Linked DNA regions of Hordeum vulgare: region 2 is linked to region 1. The links are chromatin contacts, called in public Hi-C maps. All regions are on one chromosome and are shown on one strand. Each heading gives the region's core, a stretch centred on a gene start, on an enhancer-like site or on the middle of the called end of the contact. The rest is flanking DNA. Distances are from core to core; before and after follow the strand shown.

Evidence for each region. Hi-C and Micro-C count contacts between places; a contact is called where the count stands out from the background.
Region 2: a Hi-C map of leaf shows a contact between it and region 1, with 4 times the contacts expected there. The contact joins two enhancer-like sites. A contact is called at or near these places in 2 of 6 Hi-C or Micro-C datasets (leaf and seedling).

The regions. Positions count from the first base shown.
Region 1 is chr6H:349,594,378-349,597,689 of MorexV3_pseudomolecules_assembly, reverse strand. No RefSeq gene overlaps it. Among protein-coding and RNA genes, the nearest start is that of LOC123402108, 70 kb to the right of the region's middle. Within about 2 kb of position 1,424, at least 2 of the 3 cell types and tissues checked have open chromatin away from gene starts, as enhancers often do. A contact at or near this core is called in leaf, where this site is marked.
Region 2 is chr6H:349,858,596-349,861,814 of MorexV3_pseudomolecules_assembly, reverse strand. No RefSeq gene overlaps it. Among protein-coding and RNA genes, the nearest start is that of LOC123402108, 330 kb to the right of the region's middle. Within about 2 kb of position 1,899, at least 2 of the 3 cell types and tissues checked have open chromatin away from gene starts, as enhancers often do. A contact at or near this core is called in leaf, where this site is marked.

The sequences.
Region 1 (3,312 bases), core at 175-2,674:
TCAAATAGCTCAACGAAGCAAGATCGTACTTTGAACACAAATTAAAGCACTTCTTGAGTGAGGAGAATCAAGCTGTGACAATGCAATCCTTCTTGCAAATGAAATTGTTGAACGCCTCCTCGTTGTCGGAGTCCATCTCCGAAAAGGCAAATTGTTGAACACCTCGCGGGCGTGGTGGATGGTCAGCCGCCGGTATCCCCGCCTGCGTGGTCGGAGTCTTGGAGAGCTCACCCAGGAGCAGGACGGAAGCAGTTGCGGTGAACCCCTCTCTTTCCGACGGGGAAATGACCTTTCCAGCGGTGGAGCAACGGTTGTGGGCGGGTGGGTGGCACCATGATCGACATGGCGGCGAAAGGGAAAGTGTCGTCTTGCCGCTCGCGGGTCAAATCTGACCGAAGAAAAGGCGTTTCTCGCTTGACAATGATGCCCCACGCGTCACTTTTTCTTTCGTCGGAGCCCCCAAGTGCCCACTAGTGCGATGGGTTCGCCCTGGGATCGCAGGGCCAAAAAATGGACCGAACCAGCAAAATTTGACGTCATGTAAACACGACTGGACCATTTTTTTGCGACGTCCATGGTAAAAAAGATGGCCGGAGGACTGTTGGGGAGCGGTTGGAGATGCTCTAATCTTGCTACCTAGTTCATCCTTGTCCCTCAGAGTGGGCGTTAGTGCTGCAAGAAGGAGAGAAAAATAAACACCATGTAAGTGGCATACTGTAAAGAAAATCACTCAATCATCATATTGTTACGCGTCGTCCAAAGGATGTACACCGATCAAAAGAGATGTCTTCTCCTATCGGTACAGCTGGCCAGGGCTTCCAGAACTTGATGACGTATGTACATCGGGTTGTCCTCTACGGTTGAAAGTAACCACTCCTTTTTTTTGTTTGATGAGCGAGCTGAAAGTAACCACTCGACAGAGAAAGCCGGTCCGTGTGCTCTCTCCTTGTTGAAATTAGGGTGCAAAATAACGGACTGGCCATCGGTCCATCCTTTTAGCGTTACATTCTTTTAGTTGAGCTCCTTTCGGAGTTTTGGTTAGCAATCGATCACGCACCCATGTGGCCCTTAATAGCATTAGGCCGTTAGTTACATAAACTTGTATGCAGGCTGAAATTGACAAAACACGACATTCTAGAGTCTAGACGTCGTTATACCCGCTTGCCTGCACGTAATTAAGAGGGCCGCCGGGAGGAAGTATACCCTAGAACGGCGATACATGTGCACGCCACGAGCGGCGCCCAAGTCACGTCACGCCAGTATTAGCAAAGCCATGGCTCCCTCGATGAGATCGAACCTGTGCGCACGCGGCGTCGCCGTCGTCCCGATTCCCTTGCCAAAATGGCGTGGGCATCGATACCGTGTGCCTACCCCTTGGCCTCATGCACCGATCGTGCCCGCATGCACCGCACACTGCCGCCACTGCATATCTAGCCGCGCTTTCTTAAGATCTCCCCTTTCGCCCTCTTCAATGATCACCGGTGTAACTCCGGTTTCGTTACACGCGGAGATGCGGTCCATGAGTCACTCACGGCGCATCCAAACTTTCTACGCCATCCACATCAAAGAGGCCAGTGTAGCATGAGCACTGGAAAATGGCCGGTGCGGGCCGGAGATGGAGGCGTCCCTGCAATCACGGATTGTTGCGAGGGGTGACGAATTGATTACGCGACTCGAATTGTTTGGGACTTCACTGCAAATATATGTCAGATTTTATCATGACTAATTGAATGATCTTTATAACAAATAATGTTCTCTTAGTATGGCGAGTTTAGTTGGTGACATTAATAAATCCGTCTCTGTTTATTTTTGTTAAAAATTATCGTACTTACCAATTAAATTTGGCATCGTCGCATCAATATAAACTAGCTAATTGTTTGCACGTTGAAACATGGGCACAAACATTCTAACGGTCTAACATCAATCATGTTTGTTTCGCAAAAAAAAACATCAATCATGTTTAATATGTATCTTTGCAATATAGGAGTACTACTCTTGTACATTAGGCGGTTTTGTCAATTCAATATACCATTCCATAATTTTTTTTTTTACGTATGTGTCCCTGTTTTCTTAGATGTACTCATTTATTTTCACGTTTTTACGTTTGCTCACTTTTCTTCACTTCCTTGTGTGAAACCCTCACAAATGGTCACAACGGAGGATGCCGTCCGGTCAATGGTTTGACCGTTAACTGCTCATGAGTAGGGCCATGTTGGATTGTGTCGCCCGTTGGACCTAATGAGTGAGTCTGGCCCGCCCCATTTGTGGTCACACAAACGCCGAATGGACGTGCACACGCTTTCTCCTAGTCCACCTCAGGGACGCATGGCAACCTTTCAACTACCCCATAACCGAGAGTAAATGCGCACATGTGACAGGACCCGGTCATCAACCACCCATGTTCGATCGTCGTTCTTCTTTAAATGGAAACCCGTGGAACGGCCAGTCCACCCTTCCAAAGACAAGCCTTCCCCCTTCACCCCTGGCAGGATCTACAAACCCTAGCCCACCGGTGACAAACCCTAGCCAGTAGCCACCATGGACATCTGTTTAGCGGCCGACTCGAGCTCCAACAAGAACAATTGGTAAGGCCCCCACCGTACATTGGCGCGCGCTACCCCTGCCGTCGTCTTCCGTCCGCCTTGGCAGCGGATTAGTGTCCGAGTGCACCACGCGAGGTGGCGCTCGGAGCACATCGTCCCTCTCCCCTACCCCAACGTGATCCTGTCACATGACTGGCACTTGGATCCGGATAGGATCCATTGCCGGCGGTGCCACGATCGACGTTGGCGCATGCGGAGGAGGTGAGGCGTCGGCGGCAGCACCTCACGCCTGAGCAGCGGATCAACCCGACCTATGCTCGAGACTCTCTCGATTGGGAGGTCTGGTTTGCATTTGAGCAGAAGGAGCAACATCGGCATGGCGTCCGCGACGTGCGGGCTGGCACCCAGGCGCCCCTCGTCCTGCGTAATGTGGACCAGGAGGTGCTGGCAGCTTCCCTTCATGAAAGCGAGGAGGAACACCGGCGCAAGGATGAGGAGGAGGAGGAGGAGGCTTACTAGGCACGGATGGCGGAGCCATTGCGCTCTCCGCTGCCGGCGACATCGTCGTGCCATGATAACCCACAAGTATAGGGGATCGCAACAGTTTTCGAGGATAGAGTATTCAACCCAAATTTGTTGATTCGACTCAAGGGGAAGCGAAAGAATATTCTCAAGTATTAGCAGTTGAATTGTCAATTCAACCACACCTGAAATATTTAGTGTCTGCAGCAAAGTATCAGTAGCAAGGTAGTATGAGAGCAGCAGTAGC
Region 2 (3,219 bases), core at 650-3,149, 260 kb before region 1:
TAAAAAGTAGCTAGAAATAAAAACAGATAAAGGACCGTGAAAGAAGCAAAGCGAGACCAAAATAGAAAACAAGAAAAACCTTGCTATAACAACGAAAAAAATTAAACCAGAGTAATAAATAAGAAAACCAAAAAAATGGAGAAAATAAAAATAAAACTCAGGTATTTCCCGTCGAGTTGGTTGCGTATGCAATCTCTTATAGAGAACCTGGCCTATTGGAGCAGTGGAGTTATATTTTAGTAGAGCGATTATATATGGACAAATGGCCCGTTTCTTTCACTCGCTTTATGCGAGACATAGCTCTCGCGCTTGTTTAGGTTTTCATTTTTGACATATCGCGGTTGTTCAGGTTGTGTCCGCACGTATGTCTTGCTTGAGTGGGACTGTTAATGGTTCGCATGTTGATAAGTGACAGTCTCATGTGGGAATTGAACCCGCGCCCTACATGATACGGGACAGAGCACCTAGCCAGTGCAATTGGCTGACTTTAATTACTAGATTGTTTGCAACGCGAAACTTAAAGAAATGAAAGGCCACGACATAATTTAGATAACAGCTCGCGAAAACTTAGCCAAAACGTGTGTGCATAGGATAGAACCCACTGCCTCCAGGGACACCCCGAACAATTTTCTACAATTGTGATTTTTCTAAAACTTTGAAATCCCGAACAATTTTAAAAAGAATGAACGAAATTTGAAGTTCCAAAATATTTTTAAAGATTTGCGTTTTTTTTGAATATTCGACATATTTGGAGAAAGGTGAACAATTTTTTGAAATGTGAACATTTACATATTTGTGAACAGAATATTTAATACTTGAACATTTTGTGAAAACATGACTGTTTTAAGGAATCTCTAAAATTTATATTTAAAAAATAGGAACAAAATGATAACATTTAAGGAAACTGCGAACAAATTATAAACTTATAAATATTTTTTAATTGTGAACAAATTTCGAAACCGTGAACATATTTCAAATTCTAAACAAATTTTGAAACATGAACAACTTTAAAATTCGTGAACAAAATTCTAAAATTATGAACTTTTTGTATTATAAACAAATTTTGAAACCAAGAACATTTTTTGAATTCTAAACAAATTTTGAGACATATGCAAATTTCAAGTTCATTAACAAAATTCATAAAATTGTGAACATTTTTCGAATTGTGATTTTTTTAAACATGAATCAACTTCAAGTTCATAAATAAAATTAATAAATTATGAACATTTTTTGAATGGTGAACAAATTATGCAACCATAAACCTTTTGCGAAATGTGAACAAAATTCCAAAACATGAACAAATTTAAAATTCATAAACATAACTATTAAATTGTGAACATTTTTCGAATTGTAAACAAATTTCAAAACTGCGACCATTTTTTGAAATTTAAATAAATTTTGAAACATGAACAAATGTCGAATTTGTGAACAAAATTATAAAATTATGAACATTTTTTGACTTGCAAAAATTTTTGAAACCGTTTTTTAATTGTGAACATAATTTAAAAATTCAATATTTTTCGAATTGTGAATAATTTTTATTTTTTAAAAAAAGTTGAACAAATTATGAAACTGTGAATATTTATTAAAAAATTAAATTGACAAACACAAAAGGTATAAAATGGACAAAAATAAAAGAGAAAAAGAAGAGAGATAAAAAGAAGAAAAATAAACAGAAAAATGAAAAAAAGAAAAACCAAATGAAAACTGAAACACTGGTTTAGAAAATATTCTAGAAATTTCCCAAAATAAGAAAAAACGGCTGGGAACCAAGGACATTGGAACGTTTAAACGGGTCGGCCCGTTGCGTCGCTGCTCGGCTTTTCTATGCGAAACGCCGACAGTTTGACATAACGAGTGGTAAATAGGGTTACCCCTCAAAAACAAAAAGAGTGGTAAATAGGGTTAACGCGAGTCGCAAGGGCACCTTGTCTGAACATGACGGTGAGATGGGCCGGGCCATGCCCATGTGAGGCCACCAGCCGCAACCTCAATTTTCCTTTTTTGATTCACGTTTTCTGTTTCTATTTTCTTTTTTACTTTTTATTTTTTATCTGTACTTCCAAGTTCCAACTATCCTGTATACATGTATTGCAAAAACAATTTATATCATATACGAAGTGAAATTATTCATGCATTTTAAAAGAGTCAAATGCGTACCAAAATGTTTATGATATATACGAAAAATGTAAACAAAAAATATACAACATGTATTAAAAAAGTAGACATAAACATAAATGTCTTAAAAATGTTAATCATGTATTTAGAAATGTTATATCTGTATAAAAACGTGTAATACTTATTGAAAAGTTAGACATTAATGATGTACATATATTTTTTTAAACAGATATATAAAACATTATCCATGTAGAAAAAAGTATCAGCTCTATATAAAAAATGTACGATGTGTTTGAAAAAATTTAGACTTTGATACATAAATTTGAAAAAGGAACCAACCATATATATTAAAAATTTAATAATGTAATAAAATGTTTTATACTCATAAAAAAGGTAAAATGTGTAGAAAATTTGGAATGGAGGATAGAGGGACATCCCTGATTGTTTCGTCAAAAGTTTGCAAATCTAAACAACATGGAGGGCTTGGAATTTTGGATATTGCACCTCACAACAACGCTCTTCTCATCAAAAATCTTTACAAATGCCTCAACAAAGATGACATCCCATGGGTCAAATTTATATGGGAAGAATACTATCATATAGGTGTACCCATGGGAAAACGAGAAGGCTCCTTTTGGTGGAAGGCACATGTTATCCTCTTACATAATTTTAAATGAATGAGGTGTTGCACAATAGGATTTGGCCAAATAGTGTTGTTCTAGAAAGACAAATGGGAAGATGAAACACTTCAACAAAAATTATGTGAACTTCACTCATATGCAATTGATGAAACACTTTCAGTAGAAAAAACTTGTAAAACACAAGACTAGACTGAACACTTCCATCTGCCAATATCTAATGAAGTATACAAGAATTCAACCAGCTACGAGTAGTTATCCCTCAGCCAAACCCAGACATGAAATACAAATGGATTTGCAATGAACTAGCAAACATATACTCATTAATTCAAATGTATAAGCATATGCTTGGAGACCAGGAAGAACATCCTATGATTAAACTAATATGGGCTAGCTCGAGTAGGTTGAGACATAAAATATTTTTCTGGCTGGTGGCACGCTGCAAGATGAACACGAGAGCACT